Regions from separate parts of the Mus musculus genome. Here all the other regions are linked to region 2. Evidence: chromatin contacts called from public ChIA-PET and HiChIP or PLAC-seq data. All regions are on one chromosome and are shown on one strand. Each heading gives the region's core, a stretch centred on a gene start, on an enhancer-like site or on the middle of the called end of the contact. The rest is flanking DNA. Distances are from core to core; before and after follow the strand shown. Region 1 holds the start of Trpm4 (transient receptor potential cation channel, subfamily M, member 4). Region 2 holds the start of Prmt1 (protein arginine N-methyltransferase 1). Region 3 holds the start of Kcnc3 (potassium voltage gated channel, Shaw-related subfamily, member 3). Region 4 holds the start of Izumo2 (IZUMO family member 2). Region 5 holds the start of Snrnp70 (small nuclear ribonucleoprotein 70 (U1)). Region 6 holds the start of Dhdh (dihydrodiol dehydrogenase (dimeric)).

Region 1 (3,277 bases), core at 116-2,615, 350 kb before region 2:
ACTCCCTGCCTGCCCCTCCCCTCCTGTTCCTCTGGCTCAGGACTGGGTGGTGGAGGGGTCTTCATGGCGGGGGCGGGGGGGGGGAGGCAGGGACGTGACAAGCTCAAGTTTGGCATTTTTAGCACAAAGGCTGAACGTTTAGAGTGTCTTGCTGGGAAAGCCTGGGGCTCTGGGAGAGGAGGATGCAGGAGCAGAGGGCCCCCTGCAAGGTAAACACTGGGAAGCGTGCAGGCAGAATGGGACATTCGGTGTGACAGTGGTGTCCTGCAGAAGCTGTGGAAGACAGTGAAGGAATACTGTGCCCAACACCCCATGACCTCCTCTCACTGGAACTCAGATCTGGGGACAGGGGACCAGACCAGTGCTATAAATACAACAGGGGGGAGGTGCTGGGGGCTCAGGTTACTAGGCCTCAGCTGTCCCCACCAAAGGGACTTGGCTGCAAACAGGTGTCACTGCCTTCTCTGCTGGTCAGTGTCACCCACCCCACACTTGTCAGTATATCCACCGTCTTTGAGTTTTTGTCCTTTATGAGTCAACCCCCCCCCCCCCATTATAGTCACTGTTCTGAGCTTCCGTGTTTCTTCTCAGGATTCTAACCTCTCCTCTCCTACTGTGTCTTCCCTGATCCTTCTCTTTGATTCTTCTCTCTCTCTCTTTCTGTGTGTGTGTGTCTGTCTGTCTGTTTCTCTGTGTGTGTCTGTCTGTCTCTGTGTGTGTGTGCCTGTCTCTCTGTGTGTCTGTCTGTCTCTGTGTGTGTGTCTGTGTTTGTCTCTGTCTCTCCTCTGTGTGTGTGTGTTTTCTCTCTCTCTGTCTCTCTCTTTCTCCCTGTATCTCTGTCTCTGTGTGTGTGTCTCTCTCTCTAGTTCTCTCTGTGTCTCTGTTCTCTCTGTCTCTCCTCTCTGAATCTGGGACTCTGTTGCTCTATCACTTTGTATTTCTATCTGTCTCTAACTATCTCTGGATATCTCATTCTTTTTCTGTATTGCTGTCTTCATATTCTCTCTCTCTCTCTCTCTCTCTCTCTCTCTCTCTCTCTCTCTCTCTCTCTCTCTGGGTCTCTGCCCCCTTTTCTTTCTCTGGGTCCCTCTCTTAGTTTCTGTCTCTCTCTCTCTGGGTCTTTCTCTCAGTCTCTGTCTCTCCGAATCTATGTTTGTCCCATGGCTGACATCTATCGTGTGCCCCACTCTGCTTCCTTCGTTCCTCCGCTTGCTCTGCCTTCCAACTCTCGGTCTTTCTTGTCCCCCAAACCGACCCCATCACTGGTTTGGCAGCAGAGTTTGTCCCTCCTCCGCAGCCGCCCTCTCCCCGCCTCCCGTGACGTGTCCCGGGACTCCCCGCCCCGGGCTGGGCTGCGAAGTTGCGGATCCGGTTTGGTCGGGCGGGTCGGCGGCTGGAGGAAATACACGGAGCCTCAGGGGCTGCGGCAGCAGCATGGTGGGGCCGGAGAAGGAGCAGGTATCGCACAGCGTGGGGCTGGGAGTGAGTGGGGTCCAGAGGCGGAGCCAGCTCCGGGGATCCGGGTCAGATGCTGCAGTGGCTGGACCAGGAGTTCCCAGACCGAGCTGCGTGGGTTCCTGGCTGAGCCCGAGGGAGGAGTTCCCAGTGTGTCCCGTGGGCGCGCGGGGTTGTCTTCGAATCCTGTGGGTCTGACTCGACTCCCTGCCCTGCCCTTCTTGTTCCGGTTCTCAGAGCTGGATCCCTAAGATCTTCAGGAAGAAGGTGTGCACGACGTTCATAGTGGACCTCTCCGATGATGCGGGGTGAGCAGTTCGGGGCTGCTGACCTGGCAGCGTAGGTTCGCGGGCCCTGCCCCACTGCAGACAGGCTCCGCCCCCATAGACTGGACTCGCCCCACTCAACGCAGACAAGGGTGCCCACCACAGACTGACCTTCACTGCCTACCGCAGGAGGTCTTGGTGCACAGACACACCCCACCCACCACAGAAGTCTCAGCTCAACACACTCAGACCCCGCCCACTAAGGACCTTCCCGCCTTCACTTGAGACAGACCCCTCCCCCTGCCCTTGTTTTGGGCCACCCTGCTTAGGGCACGCCCCGAATTCTTCATTCCCCTCTAGGTGGGGATCCATTCTGTGTCTTTGTGTCTCTGTCTCTTTGTGTCATTTGTCTCTGCTTCGGCTTTCTGTGTCATCCCGGCTCAGCGAGCATAGCCACACAGCCCTGCCAGCCTTACATAGCTCTGCAGCTTTGGGATAGTAATTCCCTTCTAGGGCTGCGCTTGTCACCTGGGCACAGAACAGCTCCTCCCTTCTGGGGCCGCTGTGCAAACTAAACAAGGTCACTCTGGGACATTTCTGGAACTCTGCCCATCACCTAATAACATCTAATAAACATCCGGGAATATCTGCAACTCCCATGAGAAGAAGAGGGCAATTGCCACTGCAAGCTGTGCTGTGCTGTAGGTGGCAGGGGACAGGAGCAAGCCCTATAGGCTTCTTGGCTGCATGCTTAGTCTCCCTAGCGGGGTCCAGCTTTAACTCAGTTCTCAGGGTAGACTTTTGGCCTTGGGGCAGTGACACCTGATTTCCTTAGTGTGACTTTATCAGGAGCCTGTTGTCCCACCAGTGTGGGACAGGAAAATGTTGTATAAATAAACAGAGATACTGGTTTACTGGTGGGTCTGGCAGAGGGTCACAGACAGCGTGACTAAAGTCAGTGGGACAAGATGGGAGCTGGTGGGCTACAGGTGTCATTGGAAAGATGGTGCAGTGTGGTGCTTTGAAGGTGGCTCTGGGCCTTGGAAGTGCTCGGTCGAAGTCCTCCCTAAGGACAGCCCAGCGTGGCTTGAAAGTAGAGCAGAGTTCAGGCTGTCAAGAGTGTTGTGAGTGGGAAGGTTGGTGGTAGACCTCATGGGCTCTCAGAGGCCATCCCGAGTGTGGTTTCCTGGGGCTGCGTGAGGGCGGGTAGGAATTCAGAAAGGTGAGAAGAGATTGGGACCATCACCAAGATGATGAGCCCAGGAGAAGAAGCAGGTTTGGAAGGGGATGCTGAGTGCCGGTCCTTCTGTGTACATGATGGGCCTTGGAGACGGGCAGGGGAGGATTGGGACCCTGCTGGTACTTAGCAGAAGAGTGAGATTCATACTGGGGTCTGAGGTCCCAGCTATAGGTGGAGATTGAATCCATGGAGGCAGGTGAGGAAAATACAAAGGCCCCCTGTCTCTCTCGCCTTCCTCTTCTTTCCTTCTTACACCTCTGGGCTTAGGGTGTAATTCAGGGGTAGCACACATACTTAGCATGTGTTGGGTTCCGTT
Region 2 (3,157 bases), core at 107-2,606:
TAAGAGGACAGCCAAGGATACACAGAGAAACACTATCGAGGAAAAACGGGAAAAAAAGGGGGACCATATTGGCTGGGCAAGATTTTCATAGGCCTTAAATCTCAGCACTTGGGAGACAAAAACAGGTTGATCTCCACGGCGAGTTCCAGGCCCAAGGCACAGTGAGAATCAGTCAAACAAAAGATCTACCAGATTGTAAGTGTTGGTCTGCAGCAGAGGGTAAAGGTGCTTGCCGCTAAGCCTGACGACTTGTGTTCAATTCCCTACACTCACATCGTGGGAGAAAGGACTCCTGTTCATTGCTTTGTGACCTCCATACGTGCAAGGCACACACGAATGCATGCTCACACTATACAAAGTAAGTGTTAGGCGTTGGAAGGAAACAGGTCAGATGTGCTCGCGTACCTTATGCGGAAGCTCCCACTGGAGGGCTCATACGGGAGTTTAAAGGATCTTATGTTTGGACCATAGACTGGTGGGACTGAAGGCAAAGGGAAGGTTCACGAATCCAGCAACTGACATCCATCCTCAGGGAAGGAGTAACTTTCTGCAGATTCAGGGAAATTTCCTGGAAGAGGTGGCGTCCGAATTGCCGGTGATTGACGTGTAGGAGTTGGTCAGACAAAGGACGCTGGGTGTTTCCCGCAGAGGACCTGGAGGCCACGAGGAGGCCACAGGTGTTCAGAACTTGGCGCCTTCCAGCACAGGGGTGGGAAGCTCACAGCGAATCATGGCTGGTTTCGGAATCACAGACTAGAATGCGCCCTCATCCACGTCTCAGGAATTGGGGTTTTCCCTATAACTTAACGCGCCCACGCTCCCCAGTTCCTCCAGAAAACATCCAAGACCGGGGTAGGGGGTATGGGGGAGAGGAATCCACAGAATGGTGATGATTGACATTCCTAAGAGCCAGTTGCTGCTGCCCAAAGCTCTGCCTGCTTCCTTATGGGCCAATGGCCCCTCTTCTTCTAGGCCTGTCGCTTAAACAGGGTGGCGTTAGAGCCGCGAACGTCACCTTTGGCTCAGCCAATATCAACGAGGGAGGAGGGGATTAGCTTAATGATAGACAAGTCAGTTTCTAGACGTCCGCTTAGCGCGGAGCCCGCCGGGAAGCTCCAGGGCGGAGCTGGCCAGAAAGGGGCGGGAAGATCTGGTGAATTTTACCCAATCGTCACACGTGCTGGGTGAGACAGACAGGCAGTTGTTCTCTTCCTAGCGGACAGGAGGGGGCGGGCCTTTAAACGCTAGGGGGGCGGGCACTTTATGTTTGATAGGCGTGTCTGTCATCCAATTGAAATATGAAGCTCTCAGATGGACGGCTTTACAGACCAATGAGAACTTATGGCGGGGTATCGGGGGCTGGGCTGAGGACCCTCTGGTAAAAGGCGGTCCCCGGTCGAGCCGGGGGGAGAAAAGAGAGAGGGGGGGGTCTCGGAGGCCGGAGGACTCGGGTGAAGATGGCGGCAGCCGAGGCCGCGAACTGCATCATGGAGGTGAGTAGCTGGGCTCTTTAGGCCCGGGGGCGGCGCGAGACGGGTGGCCCACGGCCTGAACTGTGGGGACGGGGCCTTTTGATGTGCCTGGCTTCGCGTTGGTCCGCATCGGGGGATGTGTTCGATCGTGACGGGAGAGATCTCGGCTTTCGGTGCTTTGGGACCCGCAGCCGAGCCGAGGACTGTCGCACGTGGTCGCGGGCCGGGGGCGCTTCCAGCCGGGCCGCACGTGGTCTCGCAGAGTAGCGTGGGGAGGGGGGTGTGCCGCCTCGAGGGGCCCCGTGGGCTCCACGTGCAGGACAAAGGCCCCGCCCCCAGCCCGATGACCTGGGCTGCACTCAAGGGGTCCAGGGGTTGCCACCCGCTCTCCCTGGCTCGGCTGTGGATGTCCATGCAGCCCGGGCTCTTTGCACCCGCGTGGGGCCTGAGAACATCAGTCCCCAGCCTCCCTTTCCCCAACTCTGTGTTAGCCTTGTGCAGCGGGGGGGGGGGGGGGGGGGGATGGGCATAGCCCTGTGACCTCTCTTTAAGGAGATGGTGGGGAATCTCATCCGAGGAGATCCGGATCCGTCGCCGGGCACCCCCTCGTGGTCACTATGGGCGTGTGAGAGGGGCGTCTTTTTTCATGGGGCGTGGCCCAAGCCCACCCCTTCATGGGAGGGCCCTCGGGTGGATGGATAGTCAGAGGTCAGTGGTGGGGGATAAAGGAGTTCGGATGGCCATGGGCCTTAACCTCCACAGAGCTCCATTTTTACCAACTTGAATGTGGCAAGGGACCCCTTTTTGAACATTTCCGCCTTTTTGCCTAATTTCCCCCCAAAACAGAATGAAATTCTAGCATCTGCCTTGCTTACCTGCTTATCGTTGATTGTTCGATCCTAAGCTGTATTCCTCAGTCTACTTTTTACTTAGTTTAATTAAACAAATGTGCCTGAGCCTGGCGGTGGTGGCGCACGCCTTTGATCCCAGCACTTGGGAGGCAGAGGCAGGCAGATTTCTGAGTTGAAGGACAGCCTGGTCTACAGAGTGAGTTCCAGGACAGCCAGGGCTACACAGAGAAACCCTGCCTCAAAAAAAAAAATGTGCTTGGCCTTGAACTCACCCTGTAGCTGAGTATGGCCTTGAACTTGCCATTTTCTTTTGACTTCTGAGTAGCTCATCATCAGGCTTGTAAGGCAGGTCCTAGACATGGGTTTCAAGCTCTCTTCAGTCATTTGTCAACCTTCTGGTGTCCGTCTGTACTATTGAAAAAGTGGGGCCCACGTGGGAATCTCACCTCCCAGGCTGTGGGGAGCTGAGAGCTTGGTTAGGTTGTGACGTTTCTCTGGAAGCCTTGGGTGGCAGTCATTGATGGTATTTAATTTGATGGGGCCCATACCTCTTCAAGTTCTCTGGAGGGGAAGGTCAGTTGCTGGGAAATCTGCCATAAATAGGGATCAGTTAGCCTACAGGGTCACTATGGTGACCCTGGGCCCTGGGACTTGTGGACAGAGAAAAGAAAAGGCTGTTCCAGTGTGGGAACCCAGGTGAGGTGGGGAATGGGCTGGACCCAGTTTTCCAAGGCATATATGATACCTCCTCAGAAAGGCAGGGAAACCAAAGAGGTCAGGTTGCCTCTGTGTGTTGGTGTGGGTGTGAGTTGGTGGTATGCCTGCTGCTTTGGT
Region 3 (3,364 bases), core at 12-2,511, 400 kb after region 2:
GGAGTGTTCAAGGGACAGTGGGAGAAGTTTTGAAGAGGCTGAGGCCATTCTGGGGACCTGCCAAAGGTCTCAGAAGGTGTGTGAGAAAGGTGGGGTAGGACTGTCAGGGAAATCCAGCTAGGAAGCTGTTCCCCAGGATCTATGATGACTAGGAGCAGCAGCGAGTTGGGGTTTAGAAGGTCCCAGGGACGCTTAAGTTTTCGGGAGGTGTCCTTGGAAGGGTGGTCTAAAGAGAGGGGTGTGTTTGCAGGGGTGCAGGGAACTCCAGCTGCAAGGAGGAAGGGCTTCCAGAGAACTGGAGGGCTCAAGAGGAGGAGGGACACTGGGATGGAGTGCTCCGGAAACAGAGCGGTTGGGATAATTAGGAGTGCTCGGAGAGCGCGCTCACCCTGGCAGCCCGCGACGAGTAGGGGTCCTCAAAAAGCGCCCACACACGGGGCTGCCAGCGCCGCCACCAGGTGCCGCCCGCGCCGCCCGCGCCCCCGGCAGGTCCTCCGGCACCTCCGCCCGCGTCCTGAAAACACAGACGCTTGAGCTCGCCGCCTGCCCCGTCCAGGCCGCCGCCTCCTGCGCCCGCCTCGTCGTCCAGTCCCGCATCGTGCGCGCCTCCGGCGTTGGCGTTGGCGTTGGCCGAGGAGTCCGGGGCCTCGAAAGAGTCCAGTGCCTCCTCAGCGTCACGGTGCTGGCGATAGGTCATCCAGCAGCAGGCCTCCACGTCCGTCTCGTCTATGCCCCAGAAGCCCAGCTCCTCCTCGAAGAGCGGCCCGCACACGTCGGCCGGGCAGTGCAGTTTGCCGGTGCGGTAGTAGTTGAGCACGTAGGCGAAGACGCCCGGGTGACGGTCGAAGAAGAACTCGTCCGTGCCCGGGTCGTAGTCAAAGCGCGCGGCCGCCTCGGGCTCGGTCAGCCCGGCCAGTCTGGTCCCTGGCAGGGTGCGCAACGTGGAGCGGTACGTCTCATGGCGCACGCCGCCCACGTTGATCACGATCTTACCGCTGTCGCCGCCGCCGCCGCCGTGCCGCCCCATGGCCACCGCCGGCAGCCCGGGGCATGGCTCGGCACGCCGGCCCCCAGGCCCGCAGGAAAGCGGGGCACCCGCCGGGGAGGCGGCAGTGCCGGGCTGAGAGCACTGCTGCTGCTGCGGCGGCGGCAGAGGCGGCGGTGAGGACTCAGGCGGCTGCGGCGTTGGCACCGGCTGAGGCTGCTGCTTGCCGGTCCCCTGGCGCCCGCGGAACGACCAGACGCACACTGAACTGAGCATTGGACAGGGAGGCGGGGCTGGGAGGGGGCAGGGTCTCGGGGGCGGGGCCCGGGTAGAGAGGCAGACGTGATTGGACAGGAGGAGGCGATGAATGGATGGGAGGGTGTGATTGGGCAGGTGGAGGGAGGGCACGAGCTGATTGGGCTGAGCGACTGGGCGGGGCCACGGCTAGGCAGACTCCGACCCAGCCTAGCTAGAGGAGGTGGGGTTGCACAGAAAGCTCAGGGATTGGATCCTACCTAGGAGAGGGCGGGGCGTCAAGGGGACCCTAAAAATGCCTAACTCAGCAGCACAGCGAAAATGGAGACCTCAGAGCCAGGTATGGGAAAGAGCCAGGTACCGTGAAGGAAGGGGGATCAGGCGTTCAAGGTCATGCTACAAAGTGAGATAGAGGCCAGCCTGGGCTGCATGAGACTCTGCCTCGAAAAAAAAAGGCCTATCAATTCTGGTGGGGGTAGGGGTGAGGAACGGGTTGGGGGGTGGTGGGTGGGGGGAAAGAAGTCACAACAAGAGAAGCTGACAAAAAGAAAACAAATTGCCTAGAGCCCGGGCAGGCGGGACCTGCACTGAAAAGGCAAATGAACGGGAAAGTAGGAGTAATTGGATGCAGCGAGCCCAAGAGATTATTAACAATCCTTATTGGGCCGCGACAATGAGGGGGGAGGGTCTCAACTGGGGTGAGGGCGGTACAAGGGAACTAGAGGTGGAGTTGGAACTTGATTAAATAAAAAAACTCACAGGAGACAGTCGAAGCGGAAGATACTGGGACGCTATGGTAAAGGAAGGAAGGCGAGGCCTGGGAGCCTCTGGATGAAAGCTGGGGAGGGGCGGAGGCTGCAAGTTGTGGAGTTGAGGGAGGTCTTAGGTTCGCTGTCCTCCTGCTTCAACATTAGCATCCCAAGTAGCTGAGATGACAGATGAGCACCACCATGTCCAACTGGATGTTGCAAATTTGGACTTCGTTAGACGGGGTTAGACCTGGGCGAAGAGGATCCGGACGAATGGGAGACACAGGCAGATGGACAGGGTCTATATCTTATATGAAACACCTTCAATAGTCCAGAGGAAGATGCGACTAGTAAGTGGATGGCAAAGTGGGGCGCTAAAAATGAGCATTTAGAGAGCCAGAAGCCTCCAGGCTGGTGGGATGGAGTTCTGGAAATGAGATGCCTGTTAGGGGAAGGACACTCATTGCTGGGCACGGGGCTGGGGGTGGGCTGGAATAGAGAGATTCATTGGTAGAGACCCCGGAGGATGGTCCACTACGTCTTAGGGAAGGGGCAAAAGTTGCCAGCTGGTGGAAGAAAGGGGATGAAGCGTAGACAACAAAGAGTGCAGACAGAAGGGCCAAGAGATGGGTAAAGGAGTGGGGACCAGGCATGCAGGAAAGAGCGCCACCGGGAGCACGGACAACAGCCTCTCAGCCACGAGGTCAGACGGGACCATTGGGAAGGGGCGGGGTTATGGAGGGAAAAGTGAGAAGCCAGAGGAAAGACCTCACACCTCCGAGCGGGTAGGCCCCGCCCTCTGGGCGGTCTTAGGCGCAGGGCCGGCAGTGCGCGAGTGCAGTGGCTGCGGCGGGGGCTGCAGCGGGAGGAGGCGCCTGCGGGAACGAAGAGGGCGGGTCACGGGCTGCGGCGGTCGCTGGCTCCTCGCCTTCCTCTGCAGGCTTTACGCGGGTTCGTATTCCCGTCTCCAGACCCGTTCCCGCTAATGTGTGTTTGTCACCTTTCTCCGCTGTCTCTGTCCTCCTACCTGTCCCCACCACTCTACGTATCCGGTTTCTCTTTTCTAAATCTGTTTCTCCATGTCTCTATATGTGGATCTCTCCTTTCTCCTTTGGGTCTTTGTCCCCCTCCTCTAGGTATCAGGTTCTCTCTCTCGGTCACTTATCTTCCCCATCTGGATCTCTCTCTCTCTCTCTCTCTCTCTCTCTCTCTCTCTCTCAGACTCTGTCTCTCCCTTTCTGAGTCTCTTCCCCAGCTTCCTATCCCCACCCCTCCCTGGGCTTTTGTTTCTCTCAGGGTCTCTGTCTTCCTCTCTCCCTGGATCTTGGTTCCTCTCTGTCTCTGGGTCTCTTGGCCCTAGTCTTGCCTTGGTCTC
Region 4 (3,176 bases), core at 670-3,169, 280 kb after region 2:
CCCTTGATGACCAGGGGTTCATGGTTTTGTGGTAAAGTGAGTAGGGCATTGAGGTTTGATTTGGGAGGAATGGGGAATAGGTGTGGGTGCGGGGTGGGTAGGAAAATTAGAACTCACGACAAGTTTTGTGGTCACAGGCTGAAAGAGAAGAGAGCTGATATGAGTGACGTGCAGACATGGCAGCTTGAGAATTGAATTGGGAAGGGATCAAGGGAGAGAAGGGGGAAATCTGGCAAGATGGTGATGCTGGGGGTCCCAGGAGTGCTATTAGGAGGGAAAGAACTGGGTGGGGGAGAAGGGGCGGCACCTTTCATTTCATAGTCTCTTAATGCTCCCTTTAGTTCCTTGATGGCATGTTCCCTGAAGCTCACCAGCTCTTCCAGCAGAGGAACGTCTGAGGAAGGAAGAGATGCTCTTCAGTGCAGGTCCTCATCAAACCTCCAGCCACTTACAGAATTGTCGGACTGGGCTACAGAGGTGGCTCAGTGCTTAAGAGCACTGGCTGCTCTTGTAAAGAACGTAGATTCAGTTTCCAGCTCCTACACGGTGGCTCACAAACACCTGGAACTCCAGTTCCAGGGGAATCTGATGCCCTCTTCTGACACCCACAGGTACTGCATGCACAAATGGCATATAATACATGCAGAAACAAACAAACAAACAAAAAAAACAAACCCCAAAACCCCAAAACACTTATACACATAAAATTTTAAGAATTTTTAAGTGCTCCAGATTTTAGAGGTTTTCATTTCGGTTCTTTGCAAAAATGACCTGACTGTCCAGAAAGAGTCTGAATTCTGGAAGGCTCCCAAGTGTTTGAGACTCAAAATGTGTGTGCAGACTTGTTTGTGCTTGAATAACGGCTGGTTCCCGTGAATCCTGGCACCTAGAGCTTTGAGGCTGGCTTTGAACTCTAACTAATTAGAGGGATTCAAAGTCATGGTCCTCTTGCCTCAGCTTCCTGAGTTACTAGGATGACAGGCCACGGGTTTACTCACTGGTGGAAGGTTATTACAAATGTTAGATTATTATATTTTTTTAAAAGACAGCTGTAGAGAGACAGAAAGAAAGGCTTGGTCCAACCTTAGATGGGACCGTGCTTATTCACCGCAAAGAAGTAGATGGCCAGAATGCCTCCAGAGGAAGAAGTCACCCCTTATCCCATTGAAATGATTGCTGTAGTCTGCAAAGAAAGCTGGGAAATGTAGTCTTTCAGCAAGACAATGCCAAAAACACCCCGTTTATAAAAATCACAGTGTTTGAGAAACACAAGAAGACAGAAGTGTGTGGCTGGCCACACCTAGTGATGGGCATTATAGAGATGGGAGTGTCCCGCATACATCGTCAACTCTGTGTGACTTTGGACAGGTCACCTGACTTCTTTGAACCTCAGCTTTTCTCCCTCTCAACCCTTTCTCAAAATTCTGCCTAGCTGTCACAGCAAAGGACACATGCCCGCCCAGAGGAGAAGCTCGGATGCAGAAAGGAAGGCCAGGGGGTGGCTCAAGGGTCTCCCACCTGTCTTAGAGTTAGCCTTTATATACTGGGCTTGGTTCTTGAAGGATGTCGCCACTTTTTCCAGTTGATCCACGACTGCAGACCAGAAGGGAGGCCCTGTCAGGTCAGAAGGCCCACAGCTCCCCGGGCCTCTTCCCTACGCACCCAAGTACACACCCACTTTCCCCACGAAAGCGTTCATTGCATAGTCCCTGAAGAAAGGCCCCTCCATGCTCAACAGCAGGGCCTGCGCGCGCGCCTGCAGCCCTTCCAGATGGAAGCGCTTGGTGACGATGGCATCACGCAACTGCCTGAGCTCCAGTAGCACTGACTGGTCGCACTGCAGGCAGCCCCATGCCCCGGGGCCGCCCAGGCCACACAAAAGCACCAGGGCCAAGGCCAAAGGCATGGTGGGGACTTTGTGACCTCACAGGGGCGACCTCAGAACACTCCGAGTGTAGCTCTGGAATCCAGGTAGTTAACATATTTATTGAACACCTGTTGGGTGCTGTTCTAACCCCCATCCCCCACCCCCACCCCCTCCACCCCCACCCTGCCCTCCTCCAACCCCTAAAGCCTGGCTGAGAAAGACTGAAGTGTCCTGCCTTACTGTAGGCTAAATTTACTAATTCAACAGACTTTCTTGCTTTCCTTCTTCCTCACGTTTCTTTCTTTTTTCCTCTTTCTCTCTTACAACATCTTACTAATTTTCGAAGCCAGGTACGTCTTTAATCCCAGCACTCTGGAGGCAGAGACAGGCAGATCTCTGTTAGTTCTAGGCCAGCCTGGTCTATATTGAAAGGAAATAAAACTTGAGACCTGTGATTCATGTAATGTATGTCAAATAGCCCAAAGAGTTGTTTGTGAGCTTTGAAACCTGGGGCTGAGAACATAGCAGAACAGACCAGGACATGCCGGGACAGGCCCGTCCCCTCCCTATCTCCCACCCCTCTGACCTAAGTTAAATGTTAACAGGCTGCTGATGTTTAAATGGACCAATCATGTGAAACCGTGCCAATTCCTCCCCCAGCCCCACTCCTTTTCTATAAAAACCCCTAGCTTCCAAGCCTCGTGGTCGAATCCACTGTCTCCTGTGTGAGATACGTTTCGACCCGACGCTCCGCCATTAAAATACCTCGTGTTGTTACATCAAGGTGTTGTGTTCTGTTGGTGATTCTTGGGTGCACACAGAATCGGGAGTTGAGTGGGGGTTTCCCCACTAGGTTCTTTCAATATTAGTGAATGCTAGGACAGCCAGAGCTACATAATAAGACCTTGTCTTGGAATAGGTTTTTTTTTTTTTTTTTTTTTTGAGACAGGGTTTCTCTGTATAGCCCTGGCTGTCCTGGAACTCACTCTGTAGACCAGACTGGCCTCGAACTCAGAAATCTGCCTGTCTCCCGAGTGCTGGGATTAAAGGCGTGCGCCACCATGACTGGAAGAATAGTTTTTTAAAAAAATAATTTTTGAGAATTTCACAGACACATACAATGCATTTTGATCCTATTCATCGCCCCAAATACTCCCAGGTCCACACCCGGTTTCTCTTTCTCTTCTTCCTTTCTCCAGCCCTCCCTCTCCCTATTTCTCTTCTAAGAGTGTGTCACACAGCCCAGGCTGGCCTTGAACTTTATATTTATCGAAGGATGACATTGAACTCCCAATCCTCCGGTCTCAAC
Region 5 (3,224 bases), core at 298-2,797, 410 kb before region 2:
CAAACTCAGAAATCCTCCTGCCGTTGCCTCCCAAGTGCTGGGATTAAAGGCCTGCGCCACCACTGCCCAGCTTTACTTTAAAAATTTATGTATGTATGTATGTATGTATGTATGTATGTGTATGAGCGCTCTACATGCCTGTATGCCTCCATAACAGAGAGCATAAAACAGAATAGGGCATTAGATCCCATTATAGATAGTTGTGAGCTATCATGTGGTTGCTGGAAATCAAATTCAGGACCGTGGGAGGGAGCAGCCAGTTGCCCTTAACTGCTGAGTCATCTCTCCAGATCCTTCATTGTCTCCAATGAAGAAGAAAGAAACAAAAGAAAGAAGGAAGAAGGAGAAAGAAGAGAAAATGAAAAAGAAAAAGCCTGGAATTGTGTGCTCTATGCCTTTGATCCCAGCACTCTGGAGGCAGAGGTCAGTGGGTTCAAGGTCAGCCTGGTGTACAGAAAACAGGAAATATATATGTGTGTGTGTATATATATATATATACACACACACATATACACACACACACATATATATAAAAAGATAAAATATACATACTGATACAAAATGCAAAGACATCTTTGGCTATGGTGAAACTTTGTCTGAAAAAAAGTAAAGATAAAAACAACAGAACACATTAAAAAGGAAAAGTAGGGGTTGGGGATTTAGCTCAGTGGTAGAGCAAGGCCCTGGGTTTGGTCCTCAGCTCTGAGAAAGAAAAAAATAAAAGACAAAATAAAAAGGAAAAATAATACAAAACAGATTTATCTTTTTCTCTCAACAATATGAGCTCCAGGAAGAAGAGATGACTTTTTTTTAAAGATTTATTCATTTATTATATGTAAGTACACTGTAGCTGTCCTCAGATACTCCAGAAGAGGGCATCAGATTTCGTTATGGATGGTTGTGAGCCACCATGTGGTTGCTGGCATTTGAACTCGGGACCTTCGGAAGAGCAGTCGGCGCTCTTAACCACTGAGCCAAAGAGATGACTATTTTATCATGAGCCAAACGGTGGCTAGCACATACAAAAATTTTGGGAAAGAGTTCTCTCTCTCTCTCTCTTTTTCCTCCCTGTGACAGGGTTTCTCTTTATAGCCCTGGCTGTCCGGGAACTCACTCTGTAGACCAGGCTGGCCTCGAACTCAGAAATCCGCCTGCCTCTGCCTCCTAAGTGCTGGGATAAAAGGCGTGCACAACCGCTACCCGGGCAAGAGTTTCCTGTCAAATCCAACGTAAACGCAAAGACCCTGTTCATGCAGGCACTTTTTGACAGGCTGCGGAAGGATATGCGACGTGGTGCATCACTTAGACGCATGCGCACAAGGTCCGGGAAGTGTAAGGAGAAAGGGCGGACCTTCCATAAGTGTCTCGCGGTCATAGGCGGTTAGCTAGAGCGCGAGGCTGAGACCGACCTAGGTCCGATCACGCATGCGCAGTACGACAGCCGGGCCGCGGATGTTTAGCCATTTCAGAATGAGTACAGTTTTGGCGCATGCGCAGTGCCCCTGGTAAGGCCTGGACTGCTGTGAGGGTGTCGTTTGACTCGTACGGCGCATGCGCATTGCGAAAGGCGGAGGGATTCGAGTCGTCTCCACTCCCAGTTCTGGTCGCGAGCTGAGGCCGCGCGGGTTGTGAGGAGAGGTCTGGTTTGCGCGCGCTGCGCGGACCACCGAAGCTACCTGACGCGGGCGCCGCCGAAGTGGAAGTCGGAGCGGGAGTTTTTGTTTGTGAAGGGCGGCCGCGAGGCCTGAGGCTAACGTCAGGCTGAGGAGAGCGCCGCGCGGTGAGTGAGTGGGTGAATGAGAGGCCTTAACGGGGAGTGGGGCCGCTACCCACAAGCCCTTGCGGGGTTCCCGAACCCTTTCCCCGCTGCTGTGGCCCGTTTCCCGGGTTAGTGCCTTTGACTTCTCCCTCTGCGTCCCCCATCCTTTACCCAGAGTTCTCTGGGCACTCCAGCCTTCTTTCCCTCAGGATCCCCCTCCCCCAATCTCCTGCGGTCCCCTACCCACAGGCCCTTGCGGTTTGTGTGTTGCCTTTTTTTCTCGCCTTTTTTTTTTTTTTTTTTTTTGGTCGCATCCTGGACCTCTACCCATAATTCCTTTCGTCTCTCGGCTCCTAGATATTTTACGCAGAGGCCCCTGGCTTCCTGGATATTATCCTTATGGCCTCCCTTGAAATCCCTACTTCATAATCTTAAAGGTATGAAGCGAGCAACCTCTAGAGCGCGAGGCTTCGACCTGGGTCCCACACCTCCTACTCCTTTTCCCCTTTGTTTTCTGTTACCAGCCTTAAGTTTTTCAGCTCTTACCAAGAGCTTTTCTTCAAGCAGATGTTGGTCACTCCCTTGACCAGGATAGCAGCATCCGTCTCCAAATCTCACACCTGTTTGTTTGTTTGTTTGTTTGTTTTGGGTGAAGGGGGCCTAAAAGAAAGCAGTGCTAAGTAAAGTATGCTAACATAACGTTTCTGGTCTTAGATTTGGCAAGATGACACAGTTTCTGCCTCCCAACCTTCTGGCCCTTTTTGCACCCCGAGATCCCATCCCATACCTGCCACCCCTGGAAAAGCTGCCACATGAAAAACACCATAACCAACCTTACTGTGGCATTGCACCATACATCCGAGAGTTTGAGGTGAGCATGTTGGGAGGGAGGGTTTAGCTCTGGATGGGGCAGGCTACCCTGAGGCATTCGGCTTCAAAACAGTTTTAGTTGTGTGGTTCACACATGTGGCTTTTACGTTTTCTGATCATGTTTTGTGCTTTTGTGTGCATTTTAATTTTTTTAATTATACTTTTGTATATGTGGGTGTATGTGCAAATCTGTGAATGTCGGAGGACAGCTTGAAAGAGGCCATTCTCTCCATCTTGTGGGTCCAAGAGATGAAGCCTAGGTTGTCAGGCGTGGCTGCAAGAGCCTTAGCCTGCAGAACCATAGTGCTAACCTCTTTTCGTTGAGTTTTGAGATACGGTTTTGCTGTGTAGCTTAGATCTTATGGCAGTCCTTTCTCAGTCATGTAAATGCTGCATGTAATGGGTGTGTGCTTCCAGGAGCGGCTCATTTCCTTGTAGGGTTAAGAATATCTTTTGTATGGATGTGGTAGTCCCTAGCCCAAGTGATTGGCCAAATTGGTTACATTGGCAATTGTGTCTCCACCCTGACTCCTAAGTCCCCAGACAGGGTTTCTCTGTGTAGCCCTGGCTGTTCTGGAACTCACTCTGTAGACCA
Region 6 (3,348 bases), core at 695-3,194, 500 kb before region 2:
TGCACCAGCTTCTAACAGCACAAGTTACTTTTCCCAGGTCAGAAAGGTCCCTTTCCAGCTGTGCCGTTCTGATCCCCCCCCACCCCCCTACCCCCCACCCCCGTCTGAAGAAATGTTACAGGTTTGAGGGCGGCATTCCTTTATCCTCTCCTGTAATGCCACGGCTTGAAAACCCTGCTTGTGGGGTTTTTTCCTTTATAACCCCCCTTCACTTAGAGGCTTCACTCTTTCCTGTTCCATCAAGAAGGTTGGGGACCTAAGCTCAAACTTGAATAAAGACCCTGCAATTACAGCAGGTTGTGATTCCTGGTGATCTCTTTGGGGTTTTTACAATCTGGGCACCGCCTCCAGCTACCAAGGTCTTACAGGCAAGGGAAATTGGAGTCTTGGTGAAGGTAGACTTTGCCAACCGGTTGAGTATATTTACATAATAGGCCATAGAACTCAGTTAATCCTCTTAAGACTTTCTTCTAAGTAGAAACTGTGGGGACTTCAGTCTCCAGAACAGAAAAGTGACCCCCAGAGAGGTCCAGGGCTAAGCCAAGAAGAAACAGAAGGACATGGAAGACAACTCTGTCCCTAACTCCAGGGGTCACAGGACACAGGACCAGCTCTGAGGCCTGTGATCCAGGCCTGTCCGTACGAGCTGCTTGGGAAGCTGAGGCAGGAGGATTGCTATCTTAAGCACGTGTACCTGTGGCGCCTGTGACAGGGAACGGTCTTTCCTGGCAAAGGCTTACGTGAAGATGGGAGGAGAAGGTGACCTCAGCCCTGGCTTCCCTCGCTCCAGTGCTGAAAGTCCCTGTTGCCTCGCCGCCACTTAGTTCAATCAGTTAAGCACAATAACTGATTAGCCTCCTATGCCTTACTAAATAGGAGACTTGTGAACACCTGGGCACAGTCAGTCAGTGTTCAGTGGATCAGACGAGAGAGAATGAAACTGGGCTGTAAGTGAAGAGGAGCTATTATCAGTAAGGTGCACATTCTTTCCCCTCTCGACGGCAAGTGAGATAAATCAAGTTCCATCATTAAAGAGACTTGTAAAGACATAATCTGGGGGGTGGAGAGAGGGCTCAGGTTAAGAGCATCTACTGTTCTTCCCAGCATCTATATAATGAACGGCTCACAGCCACCTGCAACTCTGGTTCCAAGGAATCCTCCTCCTCCATATTTTCTTTTTCTTCCTTCCTTCCTTCCTAATTTATTTTATGCGTTGAAGAGTTTTGTCTGTATGCATGCATGCCCACCATGTGCATGCCTGGTGCCCTCAGAGGACAGAAGGCGGCACTGGATATCCTGGAAGATGGTTTCGAGCTGCCAAGTGGACAGAACTTGGGTCCTCTCCAGAAGTAAAACGTTTGCTTTGTCAGAAATACTTTGGATCCTGTGGTCATTTTCTTGAGACCACAGACTATTTTATTTTATTTTATTTTATTGGCTTTTTTTTCGAGATAGGGTTTCTCTGTGTAGCCCTGGCAGTCCTGGAACTCACTCTGTAGACCAGGCTGGCCTCGAACTCAGAAATTCGCCGGCTTCTGCCTCCAGAGTGCTGGGATCAAAGGCGTGCGCCACCACGCCCGGGCCCCACAGACTAATTGATAACAATAGCAAATCCCCATCTCAAAATAAAAAGTAAAAAGGCAACTTGAAAGACAGGCACGGTGGTGTATGCCTGTATTGCTGCACTCAAGGAGCTGAGGCAGGAGGATTGCCTTGAGTTTATGGTCAGCAAGCAGCCTTGGCTATATATATATATTGTGAATTGCAGGCCAGCTTGGGCAAGAGTTAGGCACTGAGAAGAAGGAGAAGGAGAAGGAGGGAGGGAGAAGGGCGGGCGCAGGGAGGAGGGGAAGGAGGAGACGGGTGGAGAGATTGCGGTTTCACGTCCTGAGGTCGTGTCCTGAGGGTCAAAGGGAAGCGGGCGGCTTGCAGCGCGGGGTGGCGTTGGCCCCGCCTCCGGCCCCCGCAGGCAGAAGACGTGCAAAATGGCGCTGCGCTGGGGCATCGTGTCGGCTGGCTTAATTGCCAACGACTTTACCACCGTGCTGAGCTCACTGCCTTCCTCGGAGCACCAGGTGCACGTCCCTTGGAAGACACTGGGTCCGAGGGAGGAGTGGAGCCGAGGGTCTAAGAAAGAGTCCCTAGTCCGAGGAACGAGGGAGCCCCGAGTGTGAGGGAGGAGAGTCCCTAGGTCTAAGGCAGTGACTCTGAGAAGAGAAGGGGACCCTTCTGGTCCCCAAGGCCATAAGAGATTTGTTTTCAGCTCACACCTCCTATGCGCCCCAGTCTGAGGGGCTCGCGGTTTGCAGGGGGTAGGTATCAGCTGCTGGGAGGCGAAGCCATGGGGCAGTCGGGGAGGATCCTGGGCTTGCTTACAGACTCCCCTTTCCTCTCTATTCAGTCTTGCCATGTACCAAGCACAGCCTAAGTCTGCCCCCCCCCCCAATCTGCTTCCCCTCCCCACCAGTAATACCTTCCCTAGCCATCTTGGAGGAGGCTAGATGCTCCCCACTGCAGCCTCCTCCATAGCTCGTCTACTTTGTCTTCCACATCTCAACCCTTTGAATCCCACGCTAGGTGGTAGCGGTAGCTGCGAGGGACCTGAACCGGGCCGAGGAGTTCGCACAGAAATTCAACATCCCCAAGGCCTATGGCTCTTATGAGGAACTGGCCAAGGACCCAAACGTGGGTGAGTGGCCTGGACCAGGGAGGTGGGGGCAGAGCTAGGCACTGCTTCTTGCCTACAGATGCACTGGGCTGCAGGGGTGGTCTTTGGAAAGGCTCAGGCTCGGCCTGGTTAGGAGACAGTTAATAGGCTTACACGTGACCCGAGACTGGCTGAACAATATTAATCTGTGCTTAGCCAAGGCTAAGTTTTAAGTTTCTCCCAAGGCTAGAAAATCTGGTAAGAATTTATTTACTTGTTTATTTTGCGATACTGGATATGGAACCCAAGGCCTCTCACACATTAGGCAAAAGCTCCGCCGAGCTGAATCCCACACTTTTATTTTATTTTGAGAGACGGTCTCACTCACTGTATAGCCCTGGCTGGCCTGAAACTTTATTATGTAGACCAGGCTGGCTTCAGATTCTCAGAGATCCACCTGCCTTGGCTTCCAGTTTGTAAGCACTGGGATTAAAGGTGTAGGCAAGCATGCTTGGCCACTTGGGCTTTTGAGATAGACCTCACACATAGCCTCCAATTGGCTGTCCTCCTGCCTCAGCCTCCCAAAAGTGTAACTGTCTTTTGCTACTTTGTGGGTTCTTCCACCCTTTCAACCCCCTAACACTACATAAGAAGAAAAGAGAGGGAAGAAAGGAGACCCCTGAGTAAAGCCAGGGGTCAGA

Evidence for each region. ChIA-PET counts read pairs in DNA pulled down with a chosen protein or histone mark. HiChIP or PLAC-seq counts read pairs in DNA pulled down with a chosen protein or histone mark.
Region 1: a FOXA1 HiChIP or PLAC-seq map of pancreatic cancer cells shows a contact between it and region 2. The contact joins the promoter of Trpm4 here to the promoter of Prmt1 in region 2. A contact is called at or near these places in 4 of 39 promoter capture datasets (hippocampal neurons, liver, maxillary cranial neural crest and 1 more), 1 of 484 Hi-C or Micro-C datasets (embryonic stem cells), 2 of 115 datasets of contacts at active chromatin or transcription factors (memory CD8 T cells and pancreatic cancer cells) and 1 of 9 other capture datasets (liver).
Region 3: an HNF4G HiChIP or PLAC-seq map of pancreatic cancer cells shows a contact between it and region 2. The contact joins the promoter of Kcnc3 here to the promoter of Prmt1 in region 2. A contact is called at or near these places in 1 of 484 Hi-C or Micro-C datasets (embryonic stem cells), 4 of 115 datasets of contacts at active chromatin or transcription factors (bone marrow-derived macrophages, embryonic stem cells and pancreatic cancer cells) and 1 of 9 other capture datasets (liver).
Region 4: a contact with region 2 is called in an H3K27ac HiChIP or PLAC-seq map of embryonic stem cells, with 22 read pairs. The contact joins the promoter of Izumo2 here to the promoter of Prmt1 in region 2. A contact is called at or near these places in 3 of 39 promoter capture datasets (embryonic stem cells, pre-B cells and stem cell-derived epiblast-like cells) and 6 of 115 datasets of contacts at active chromatin or transcription factors (double positive thymocytes, embryonic stem cells and pancreatic cancer cells).
Region 5: an RNA polymerase II ChIA-PET map of memory CD8 T cells shows a contact between it and region 2, with 86 read pairs. The contact joins the promoter of Snrnp70 here to the promoter of Prmt1 in region 2. A contact is called at or near these places in 5 of 39 promoter capture datasets (cranial neural crest, embryonic stem cells, hippocampal neurons and 2 more), 1 of 484 Hi-C or Micro-C datasets (CD4 T cells), 8 of 115 datasets of contacts at active chromatin or transcription factors (the SCID.adh cell line, double positive thymocytes, effector CD8 T cells and 5 more) and 3 of 9 other capture datasets (adipose tissue, liver and pancreatic islet).
Region 6: an H3K4me3 HiChIP or PLAC-seq map of bone marrow-derived macrophages shows a contact between it and region 2, with 4 times the contacts expected there. The contact joins the promoter of Dhdh here to the promoter of Prmt1 in region 2. A contact is called at or near these places in 4 of 39 promoter capture datasets (liver, neural stem cells and pre-B cells), 2 of 115 datasets of contacts at active chromatin or transcription factors (bone marrow-derived macrophages and memory CD8 T cells) and 2 of 9 other capture datasets (adipose tissue and liver).

What each region holds. Positions count from the first base shown.
Region 1 is chr7:45,331,868-45,335,144 of GRCm38.p6, reverse strand. It overlaps Trpm4 (transient receptor potential cation channel, subfamily M, member 4), which reads left to right and starts at 1,365. Exons shown (of 25, transcript NM_175130.4): 1 at 1,365-1,458; 2 at 1,693-1,763. The coding sequence starts at 1,435.
Region 2 is chr7:44,984,619-44,987,775 of GRCm38.p6, reverse strand. Prmt1 (protein arginine N-methyltransferase 1) reads left to right here and starts at 1,356. Exons shown (of 10, transcript NM_001252476.1): 1 at 1,356-1,493. The coding sequence starts at 1,458. It overlaps Gm15545 (predicted gene 15545), which reads right to left and starts at 876. Exons shown (of 2, transcript NR_045266.1): 1 at 406-876.
Region 3 is chr7:44,588,783-44,592,146 of GRCm38.p6, reverse strand. It overlaps Kcnc3 (potassium voltage gated channel, Shaw-related subfamily, member 3), which reads right to left and starts at 1,261. Exons shown (of 4, transcript NM_008422.2): 1 at 389-1,261. The coding sequence starts at 1,261.
Region 4 is chr7:44,707,473-44,710,648 of GRCm38.p6, reverse strand. It overlaps Izumo2 (IZUMO family member 2), which reads right to left and starts at 1,919. Exons shown (of 7, transcript NM_001368390.1): 1 at 1,675-1,919; 2 at 1,519-1,593; 3 at 308-394; 4 at 118-138. The coding sequence starts at 1,906.
Region 5 is chr7:45,394,065-45,397,288 of GRCm38.p6, reverse strand. It overlaps Snrnp70 (small nuclear ribonucleoprotein 70 (U1)), which reads left to right and starts at 1,547. Exons shown (of 10, transcript NM_009224.5): 1 at 1,547-1,780; 2 at 2,474-2,630. The coding sequence starts at 2,484.
Region 6 is chr7:45,487,401-45,490,748 of GRCm38.p6, reverse strand. Dhdh (dihydrodiol dehydrogenase (dimeric)) reads left to right here and starts at 1,944. Exons shown (of 7, transcript NM_027903.4): 1 at 1,944-2,075; 2 at 2,578-2,689. The coding sequence starts at 1,986. It also overlaps a transcript of Tulp2 not described here.